2 separate regions of the Mus musculus genome follow, and region 1 is linked to region 2. A link is a contact called in public HiChIP or PLAC-seq data. All regions are on one chromosome and are shown on one strand. The core of a region is the stretch at or near the end of the contact, and the rest is flanking DNA. Distances in the headings are between cores, read along the strand shown.

Region 1 (5,497 bases), core at 2,437-4,936, 560 kb before region 2:
ATTGGTGTCCATCTCTTAGGTGAGGGCCTGCAAGGTTTAGAGGTTGGGGGTGTTCTCAACAGGAGGGAGGGGGCGAGAGCTCGGCTACCAGGATTTTGACATGGCCATGACAGTGGGAAAATCAGAGCCCAACCCCTGCAAGCTGCCTCTAGCTCCACACTGTAATTAGAGCAAGCCCACCACTCAGAACAGGAAAAGAAGGCAAGAGGAAACCCTGAGTCCCCATGGCCACTGCAGGCAGGAGGGGCTATCCTGGGGCTGGGGCAAGCACTCAGGATGTGGGATCTGTACACACCCAAAAGCTGCTTGGGGCCCACAGACTCTTAAAGCTCCAGGTACCACCCAGTGTTTTAGAGACACGGCGTGCCCACCCTCAGAGGGGCTGATTCTGTTACGGTGTGAGAGGGGCGGCGCACGTTGAAGCTCAGCTCTGAAGTTATGCATTTCTGAGTTGGTTTTAGACTCTGGGACTAGCTATAGATGTCGGAGTCTAGAAGCATGTGTTTGATGCCCCCAGTACTCTAATGGAGAGTTCAGAGGAGCCTCCCCTATCCTGCCTTGGGGCTAATCTACTCTGTTTTTAAAAAATGGCTTCCTGCCATTGGTACTGAGCCCCAGATGCCTGGTTTTAAGGCCCCATAACAAAAAGAAATGAGGCTAGCTGGGTATTAACTACCCCCGTCGACATACAGGTAGAAGGAAGCATTTCCCCAGGGAAGAGTCTCCATTCAGCTTGATATTTCGTTCTAAGTAGTAGTATGATAATTGGAAAGCTTCCAGTCTTAAAATACAGATATTCTGAGAACGTGTTCAGCATTCATCTACGTATGTGAATAGGTGTGGGAGTGTATCCAGTATAAAACAGCTAAAATAGAAAATCTAAAATCTAATTCGGGCGTGTAGTACTAAAACAAACCTCTTCATTGAAGAGATTACTATGTAGATGAAGCCATCTTGCTGGGGCCAGCAGGTTTATCCTCATTTGTAATACTGCTTAATGAATTTAACGTTGATTGTGAAATTCAGAGAAAATTCCTTAGATGTCTCTAAACTACTTAACAGAGGCAAGATGTGTGCCCGGTTTCGGGATTCTAACTGACTGGAAAGTTGGAGTGGGCGGTATCTATAGGATGATGCTCCCCTCCCCGCTCCCCCCCCCCAAAGTGTAAGGCAGATTAGTGGGGTTAGCATTTTGTTTAGTAGGTCCTGCCCCTCTCCTGTTAAGTGGTAAGGGAAGGCTATGTGATACCCATCCTCCTCCTCTCTACCCTATCTTTGTGCTTGTGGGGAAAAGACAGACAAAAGAGCAGACAGAAGACAGACGCAAGATACAGGGATTGCTGAAACATGCAGAGAGTTTTATTTATCAGGAGCGTTAATAGTTATTTTTACTTGTAGAGTCATAGGAAGAAAGACGTGCAGGTATTAGTAAGGTTGAAGGGGTTAGCACAGCACACAATATATAGGAGGCTCTCTCAGTAGGGGCTTGCCACACTTCTCGGATGCCAACTTTTGGTACAGTAGATTATCAATATATCGATGCCTTTTCTGATTGCTGTTCTACTATGCTGTTGCCAATTAAAGACTTCATCCCATCTTTCTGTTTTTAACTTACGCCTAAAGGTTAGGTTAGGGACCCCTCCCCCCTCCCCCACCCCCCCCCATCCCCAGGAAAACAGAATAGTATTCTTATTAGTAGTTTCCTAAGACCGGGCAATTCCAGCATGCAAATTGGGATAACTGGGGTAGGACATAGCGAAGATGGAGGACTGTAGCCATCATCTAGTGGGGGTAATAGACTCTAAAAGAAACAGATGAACAAACATGTGTCAGTCACTTTGTCCCCGACCCCCAGATCCTTTGACCCGCCCGTGCCCGGTCTCAGAAGTCATTCCTCGTCCATGTTCTAGGCTGGAAGCTGCTCTATGGATTGACATGAGAAACAGCCCCTGCATCCTGCATGCTAGTGAGCGCGAATGGAGCTGCATGGATGTCTGGCATGCGTGTGCGTATGTGTGTGGGCATGAGATGGTTGTGGGGATGAGAAAGCAAAATAATAAACAATGATAATGAGTGGGGTGCCGTCACAAATGCTCTTGTTCGCTGGGTAACGTAAAGTGCCTTGCATTAACAGTTAAATTTTTTTTTAAATAATTTCTAAGGCCAGAGGTTGTCAACGGCCTGCTGCCTAAGGGCTGCAGCATTAGGCATATTTTTTTTTAATTGAGGAAATAAGTTAAGATTATTTTTTTCCAAATAGGTCTGAAAACTTAAAGTCAGACTGACCATTGTGTGGGCAGAATTTAGCAGTTTTGAAAGGCAAGTCTGTTGGTTTAAATGGAGAACTGGGGGAAATAAAGACCATATGGGAAACATCGACTCAAAATCTTAAGTTCTCATCGGAAGCCGAAATGGCTAACCTTCCCCCGGCTGTATCTAGTTATTCTTAAAACCTTCTCTGTTTTGCACTTTACTTGTTGACACGTCATTTGCAAATGCACACCAAGATGGCTGATGGCCCTGGGATGATCTCTGCTTTGTTCCCCAGTCTGTGTCCTCAGTTTCCCCCGCTATGGTCTTCATGTTTGTTTTGTTTGTTAGAAGAGTTTTCTGTTTTTGAATGTGCCTACCCATCGCTGTTGCTCCTTGCAGCCTGCGGGTCCTCTTCGCCGCCCCTTTTAAAGAGAGATTGAAAGCTCACCTATCTGCAAGGCACTGCAATTTCATACAAAACCCACACAGTCTCTGCATCTTTAAACAGTCAGGTAAGAAAACCTGACAGTCCTGCGTACCATCCTCCCGGTTAATCCTTAGGTCGCTTTTCTGGCTAAATGGGGATGTCTACCGAGACTCCACACCTTCCTTCCTGCATTAGCAGGGCCCTCAGGAGACTCAGGCTGGAGACAGGAGGGACGGGTAATTGTTTTCCTCTGCTTTCGCTAAATGCACATGCACCAGGGAACAGAGACACAGACCTAACTCTTGAGAATAGGGCTCCTCAGAATCTTCTCCGTGTCCAATCCAAAGCACAAGTGGGACATTCCTATTCCTGACTTTTTTCTATGGTGGGGGGAGCTATGGACAGGGCATTGACACTCAGCCTTGAGATCGATTAGCTCAACCAATATTCATTTTTTTCTTCTGGCATTAAACTTCAGAAAGTTAGCTCTGTGTTAGGAAAATCTACTTTGCCCTCTGTATTTCTGAAGGTCAAATAAATATTATGTTCTACTCTCGAAAAATGTAGTGGTAGGCAGGCCATGGACAGTTAGGACACATTTAATAGCTCTGTCCAAGAACTGAGAGCGGGACTGAGGTGAGGGTCAGACGGAGCCGCTTTTACTGCTATACCACAGTGAGAGAACCATCGTTCGACTGGGTCAAAATAAGGAATCCAGCCCCCCATGGAGGCCTGAATATCACTTTCTCAGGCTAAATTTAACATCTTGGAGACCCACAAGGAAGGCAAACTGCGAAGGCTTCTTCCTCTTTTCAGAGAGAAAATAGAAATGAGAAGTCCTGGTTTAGAATCCTCCACCACATTAACACTCAGGGAAAACTAATATTAAAAAGTAAGATTTTAGGGAAATTTGTGAAGCAATTAAGCCTCAGGGATGACACGGCTCTCATCAGGTTAGACAATGGCTACCGCATTTTAAAAGCTGCTTAGCAGCCTCCTCCAGCTTTCACCACGAATATTTTTGAAGAAATATTTGCTTAACCAGCCTCATATTGAAGAGTCCCTCACACCTGGGGCAGGGTGTTATCTGGGTTCTTTTTTGTTGACTGACAGGTGCCAATCTCCTTGTATAGACTTCTTGAGAGAGGCATATCAGGAATCAATAGTTCCAGAATTTGTGTCTGATAGGCAACAATGAATTATTTAATAGATTATAGGTACAAAGTAGTAATTGAGTCAATCCTAAAGCCAGTGAGCTAGCCCCCCTCCCTTCTGCATATTAACTAACTATGAATTTTGGGGCTGTAACTTAAGGAGCACACACGGACCCAAAGCTTTCATGTGGCTGATGTCATCTTGTTTTTTAAACCGGATTAGTTAAACTAACAAATTCTAGAAGTTTCCATGAACATTCGCTTGTGGTACCCTGAAAGGTGCTGCTCAATTTTGTCTCCCCAGCACTCGGTGCATGGTAGGGGACAGAAGCTGGTCCCCCTCGCTAGGGTCAGCTAAGTCCCTGACCCTTGCTGTTTCTTATCAGCACTGAGAACAACGGGGGCCAAGGGGAAAGGCCAATTCCTTACTGATTGGCTGTCTCCTCGGTCTGCATTCTTCATGGAAGGCAGGACCCCTTGCTTGCCATGTATCTGTCTCTTTTTAAGAAAAATCGTCACTCTCACTGTGGTATTGCCTCGCCATATTGTCTTAAGCCAGGAAGGTCATTTCAAAGGCAAAACAGCTCCTGGATTGGGCAGAAGTAGCTAACTCCCTGTCTCTGCGCCATTTTCATACCTCCTTTTCAGTTGTTCAGGTAGAAGTATTGATTTTTTTTTTTAATTAGAGAAATAAGTCTCTGCCTATCCCACCAATTCTGAAGCAGGGAGGGACTCGGAAGCTTAGAGCCTGTCGGCAAGGGTTGTGGATTCCAATTTTTAAGTGAAGATGTAACTGAAAAGATGTTTTCCTGAGAGTACAAAACCCTACACCAGTTGACTCCAGTGAAACCTGCAGGGTGGTGGGTGGGAACCTCCTGTGCTGGCCAGCTCTGGCTGGCCAAGGGGTGGCCAAGGCCCGTCGGCCATGTTGGAGCTGCACTGCAGCAGGCGAGGCTGCGGCCGCAGAGGACCTGGCCTCAGAGACGCTGTCACCCGGCCAAGTGCTGTTCACTGTCCTCTGCAACCAGGCACCATGTTCCAGCGCGAGGGGCTGCTTTGGGTGGACACCGGTGCTTCTACTCTTATTCCTATTTGTTGCCCCAAAGGTTGAGAAGGGTGTGGGGGTGCACCCATCAGCTCTTTCTTGGGCTGTCTAATATGCAAATTAGAAAAAAATGATTAGTGGCAATTAGCAGCTGTGCTTTCTAGAGGTTAGTATACACTCCTTCAAACGTCCTGTCTCCTGCAGGCCAGGTCCATACCACCTGTCCTGCTCAGTGCCCTGCTCAGATTTGACACTTACTCTCCGTTAAACCCATTAACATGCAGGATCCTCATCTGCTTCACAATGGTGCTTTTGCCAGACTCTCCAGCACCTGAGAAAGGAAAGTGAGGGCGTGGGTTAAGAAACAGGCTTGTCACACTTCACCTGGATGATGGCCTTGGAAAGCAGCAGAAGCAGCACACAACAGACACACAATGACACAACTGCAAACCTCCTTCACATGACGACGCAGTGAAAAACAACAGACACATCCAACATAGCATCTACCTGAAGTATCTCACCATAGAGTAACAAGCAAGAATTAAGGGCTCTGCTGTTTTTAAATAGCTTTTTTTTTCCCTTTTGAGTTTTGTTGTTGTTGTTTTGTTTTCTCTTTGG
Region 2 (5,882 bases), core at 551-3,050:
AAAGGCAGGCCTCAGCTTCAGACGAGGACAGCCAAGCCCCCACCTTTCCAGCTACACCACAGAGGAAGCCAGGCCAAAGTCACGGCCTGTCAACGGTCCACCGTCTGTGCCTGTCATGTGTCCCTTCAGCACATAGACTAACACAACACAAATCTGGAAACGAAAGGTCAGAGAAATGCCCTGGGTCGGTCTTATGACAAGGTCTCGCTCCAACTCAAAACTTGTCTCAACCTTCTCTTTCTGCCCCAAGGTAGGCACCAATGCGAACAGCGGGCTCAAAGCAAAGCCTGTGCGGTGGGGGAGAAGGCCCCCACATAGAGCTCGGAGACAGAACAACTGCTGATAGGCCATCTCTGGGCTGGCCAGATATTGAGGATCAGTGCCGCATGTGCTGGCCCCAGGTCCTGTCTCCTGGAGTAGGTAAGAGCCACCTTTGGGGAGAATTGCCGTTCTAATGCCCCTTCTTCTGGAAAAATCAATACCATAAAATCCTGCTTATTTATAAAAAACGAAGGCATCTTAATTTTACCAAAATTAGGGACACTGTTAAACATGTACTTACATGAGGAAGGAGGGATAAAAATGAAGGCAATTAAAGAACAAAGAAGCAGGGCCTGTTCAGAGACAGAGCAGATGCTTAGTGTGAACAAGACCCAAGCTCCGTCCTCAGTAAAGAGGGAAGAACAAAGCTGACCAGAGCTACTTCCGCTCCGCAGAGGAAAGCAACAGCGGGCAGTATCACTGGGGGGGAGGGGAGGGGCATTTAATGTTAGGCAAACCCTTCCGGGCATGAGGGCTGGAGACAGGCCAGAAGCATCCACTCAGGATAGAGCACGCCGCTGTGGTGCAGGAGAGGGAGGAGAAGGTCCACAAGAGCAGAGAATTGAAGCAAGTTCAGTTCATCGAGTCAGAAAAGAACAGCCATGTAAAATGTTAAAGCTATTCATCAAAGTTGGGAAAGTGGTACAGGGGCCTGAGTGTACACCTCCCTAACAGCACCCGCCATGGCTGCCCTAGCGGGCTGGAGAGAAGAAGAAGTGTTCGTACTTACTACTGCCTCCATATCAGAAGTGTCAGGCGGAGCAAACATAGACTGAACCATAAACTTGTGTTTACTTTTCTCATTGGGATCATAATCGAAAGGCTGTAACATCACTGAGAAAGAAAATATTTCATTAGGAGGGTCACAATGTGGTTATCGGAGTCGTTTGTCACGCTAGGTCTTACACTGTGGAGGAAAACAGCTCCCCAGCTCTCCCATCTGGACCCTGAGGAAGGCCGTGGCCAGCAGAGATGTACAACTTCCCCAACCCCCATCTTTCAGGTCAGCAGTTAAGGCCAGAAAAACTGGGGCCTGTCCCAGCCTCACAGCAGGTGCCAGCTGAGCTGTAGGTGGGTCTGGAACTTGGGTGCCTGATTTCTGATACAAAGATTGTGCGCTCACACAGAGCCACCCTCACCTATCTCACAGCTCTCGCTGAAGACATAAAATGGGAGAAACACCAAAGTCCTATTTTTCTCAAGGAAACATTGCCAAATGATCTTTTCGAGAAAGAAAACAGAATAACTCAAATCATTTCAGGATGGTTTTCACTTCTCTCCACCCCATTTCCCACGCAGCTCATCAAGGTAAGGCTTGAAATATGATTTTGCCAATAGAATTCTGGAGACGGCATAAAAGCTGGATTTGCCACAGCAGGAAAAGCAATTCCAACTCCTGCCCTACCCCCACCCAGAACCCAGAGGGAGCTCACCCAAGGCACCCCGCTGTACTGAGGGAGTCTTGTATTCTGATTCACTTCCTCGGACCTGTTTCCCCATGACTCAGCCAGGCCCAGTTATAGGAGGGCTGCTATACTCTCTCTGCTGCACAGCTTTAATAAGCTTTGCCCCTAGTGGCCTTCCCTGAAACCTAAGTTCACAATCAGGGGGCACCTCAGAGTCAGTGTGGGCCTTGCATCTCCAACCAGAACCTAGGCTCCTGCTCTTCAGACTGCCATTACCCCACTCCATCCGAAGAAGCAGGCGCTGCTGTGGGAGGAGGGCATTATTCTGCTGTCTATTTTTCTGATTAAAACAACAACAACAGCAAAATAAAAAACAGAAAAACCTGAAATAGAACCCAGTTTCCTTAGTCCACAAATGCATGCACACGCGCGCACACACACAGGCACGCACACACGCACACACACACACAGGCACGCACACACGCACACACAGGCACGCACACACGCACACACACACACACAGGCACGCACACACGCACGCACACACACAGGCACGCACACACGCACACACACACACAGGCACGCACACACGCACACACACACACACAGGCACGCACACACGCACACACACACACACAGGCACGCACACACGCACGCACACACACAGGCACGCACACACGCACACACACACACACACACACAGGCACGCGCGCACACACACACACACACACACACAGGCACGCACACACGCGCACGCGCGCGCACACACACACACACAGGCACGCACACACGTACGCGTGCGCACACACACACACACACACACACGCACACACACACATAGGCACGCACACACACACAGAGGCACGCACACACACACACACACACACAGGCACGCGCGCGCACACACACACACACACACACACACAGGCACGCATGCACACACACACAGGCACGCACACACACACACACACACACACACAGGCACGCGCGCACACACACACACACACACACACACAGGCACGCACACACGCACACACACACAGGCACGCACACACGCACACACACACACACACAGGCACACGCACGCACGCACACACACACAGGCACGCACACACGCACACACACACACACACACACACAGGCACACGCACGCACGCACACACACACACACACACACACACACACACAAACCCAAAGGTCTGCCCCACAGCTCCTGCTACTGTGTATCAAAGGATATCAGGCCTGCCTTCTGCAGTCTGTCCCATGAGAAGTTTCTCCTTCCTAGATAGGAGGAGATAAAAGGCTAGGAGGGGTTCCTGCCTGGCTGAGTCCAGGCTTACATTCATTCCCACACTATGGGTCCGATTTGCCTGTAGTTGGTAGCCCACACCTTTAATCCCGCACTCTGGAGGCAGAGGCGGAGGCAGGTGGCTCTCAATTTGAGGCCAGCTTGGTCTACAAAGCACACGCAAAGCCTGGGTCAACCCTAGTATTGAAAAAAAAAAAAAGAAGCAAAACAAAGAAAATGCTTCTTGTCTGCCTCAGAGCTGTCTAAAGATGCTGTTAACTTCCTGTCTGGGAGACCCACCCACCACGACAGCGGTGCAGCGTACTGAATGAAGCAGACACGAGAAGCAGCCTATTAAGACGTCAGATTTGCAGAAGCTGTCAACAACGCCAGCCTTCCAATTTCTTTGAGAATAGCTACTTTCATAAAAAGTATTACTACTAACATGTAATTGACGGATTGTAATTTTTAAAGAAATTAGTCATTTAAAAAATTTTAATATAATAAATATCACTACAGCTCACAAAGACCTGCTACACTCTTTGGGGTCTTCAACTGTCCCTAACACAAAAAGTTTAGAGACTACACAGGAGCACAGCTGCCACATACACTGCCTTCCTGGCCCTCTCTAGAGGGAATCAACTGGACTAGTGCCTATGGGCCCTTTCTATAGGCAACCTAAAGAGAAAGGAACTATCTGCACCCATGCCTGAGCCACAGGGGCAGCTTTGAAGGCAGCACTGCATATGATCCCTGTGCTACTCTGAGTAAGCATATACCTCAAGACCTCAAAACCGCAGCTTTGCCTACAACCATCACCACCCCACTCCTGGCCTACAGCATCATGGTCGACAGCCTCACCACCTCACTCCTGGCCTACAGCATCATGGTCGACAGCCTCACCACCCCACTCCTGGCCTACAGCATCATGGTCGACAGCCTCACCACCCCACTCCTGGGCCTACAGCATCCTGGTCTACAGCCTCACTACCCCCATTCCTAGACTACAGCACCCTACTGCTCAGCCCCATAGTGGAGAGCCCAGAGAAACACTTGATGGCAGGGCACACAGGCAGGCCTAGTGGTGGCCAGTCACAATTCCTAAGTCAACATACATCAATGTTCAGGGCCCCAGTGAGGATAACCAGAGAACCTCAGCCCAGAATGGGAACCAGGGCCTCTGGAGTGCTCTTCTAAGAAGCTCTGGGTATAAGGTGGAGACTTGCCCCTCCCCCACTGCAGAAACAAGAAGAGAAGCAGCTGTCTGCCTCGCACTGGCTGTCCTTTCTGTAGATGACACTCTACAGACCCTTGGTACACCTAGGACCCACCCCCCGCCTCATGGAGCCCTTCACGTACACCACCGAGTTCCTGTTCCTCAGCTGCCACCAGCTCCTGTCAAATCCAGTCTCAGCAGAGATTTTATGAGAACATGGAGGAATAAATGTTGGTCAGCGCTAGCTCGCTGCAAATTGTGGCACAAATTATGTACTTTTTCCATGACAGGCTATAAAAGAGCTTCCCATTAACTTAATTTATTTCATTTAAATACCAGAGACACTGATGATAAAAACCCTAAGTGAACCGTCCCTCCTTTCAGAGCGCATCTGCTGACAGAACATTAAAAGAGGCCTGTTACCAGGAGACAACCTGGGCTCAGTCACCCCTCACCCACACTGGGATGAGGACACAGCCTGCTGCATTAGGCATGAAGGTAGGACCCTTGCAAAGAACCTTCAGGGTCATGAAGAAGTGGATCGATCACACCAGACTTCCCTCAAAAGAGAAAAACCGGGCCACTTAAAACACACACTGGCTTAGAAAATGACAATCTGGTTAAACGCAGCATAAAGGCTGCTTCCGGGGAGCCAGGCAGCCATGGCCGTTTTCATGTATACCACAGTGGAACAGGCAAGTAAGTAAGGAACATCTACAGAGCTCCACTGCACAGTCTCTGAATCTAGCCTGAAGATGTCTCCACATGCGACAAATCCACAACCATTTGACTCTCACTCACTCGCGCTCTTAGTCCCAAGCAGAGGTTCTGCAGAGCTGTTTCTTTCCCACCAAATCAGCTTTCTAGACCTAGGAAGATACCCCACAGCCCCCTACAGCACTCAGATGACAACTTCCTGTAACAGCAGCTACTGCCCAAGCAGAAGAGACCCAGTGGAGTTGCTCACATCCTCTGGGCTTCTTCCCTCCTTTCACAGTCCGAGAGTCAGAAGAGCATCATCTACCAACTCAATGCATTTGCGGCAATGTCGCAGAAGACAAGTGTGAGCTTCTTACAGCTAGGGTGATTAGTGTGGCCATGAATGCTGGACTCCTGAGACAACTGGGTAGGCCCCAAGCCTTTGCCATGAGTAAGTTCATTGTTTCCTTCAGGGGCCACTGTGACTACTTTCCTGGGCCTCTACTATTCAAACCGAGCAGGTCTATAACTAACCTCACCTGGTTACAAGAACACTGCTGCTCTACCTGTGTCCTCTATGGGCCTCTCTGGCTCACGTGCTCAGCTCAGGTAACAAACACCTGGCAGTCTGCTCCATCTGCTTGTGCAGAGCCCACGGTGCGGCCCTCAGCCTTTCTTCAGGATCAAGAGAGAGGATGCCTGTAACAGGTCAAACAGCAAGGCCCCTCACCCTTCCTATGCCATAGCTAACAGCAGAACACAGCCTCCTAGTATAACTGTGCACCCTGAGCCCCACCAAGTGTTAGCTGATCTCAGGGAGACTGAGACAAACCTCTGAGGACTGACCATCTACAACAGAGACCAGTGAGGCCTAAGGCGGGCAGGGGCAGTTCCTGTGCCTGGCAACTTCTCTCTCGCCTGCTTTCTGGGTGCTCATGGCCAGGACTCTCCC

The links. HiChIP or PLAC-seq counts read pairs in DNA pulled down with a chosen protein or histone mark.
Region 1: a contact with region 2 is called in an H3K27ac HiChIP or PLAC-seq map of microglia, with 4 times the contacts expected there. The contact joins two enhancer-like sites. A contact is called at or near these places in 2 of 115 datasets of contacts at active chromatin or transcription factors (embryonic stem cells and microglia) and 1 of 9 other capture datasets (adipose tissue).

What each region holds. Positions count from the first base shown.
Region 1 is chr2:174,333,925-174,339,421 of GRCm38.p6, reverse strand. It overlaps Gnas (GNAS (guanine nucleotide binding protein, alpha stimulating) complex locus), which reads right to left. Exons shown (of 12, transcript NM_010309.4): 2 at 5,138-5,210; 3 at 2,631-2,675. Among named protein-coding and RNA genes, the nearest start is that of Gm30189, 9.3 kb to the right of the region's middle. Within about 2 kb of position 3,686, at least 39 of the 459 cell types and tissues checked have an H3K27ac peak or open chromatin away from gene starts, as enhancers often do. A contact at or near this core is called in microglia, where this site is marked.
Region 2 is chr2:173,766,794-173,772,675 of GRCm38.p6, reverse strand. Vapb (vesicle-associated membrane protein, associated protein B and C) reads right to left here. Exons shown (of 6, transcript NM_019806.5): 3 at 1,052-1,155. Among named protein-coding and RNA genes, the nearest start is that of Vapb, 32 kb to the right of the region's middle. Within about 2 kb of position 1,800, at least 80 of the 459 cell types and tissues checked have an H3K27ac peak or open chromatin away from gene starts, as enhancers often do. A contact at or near this core is called in microglia, where this site is marked.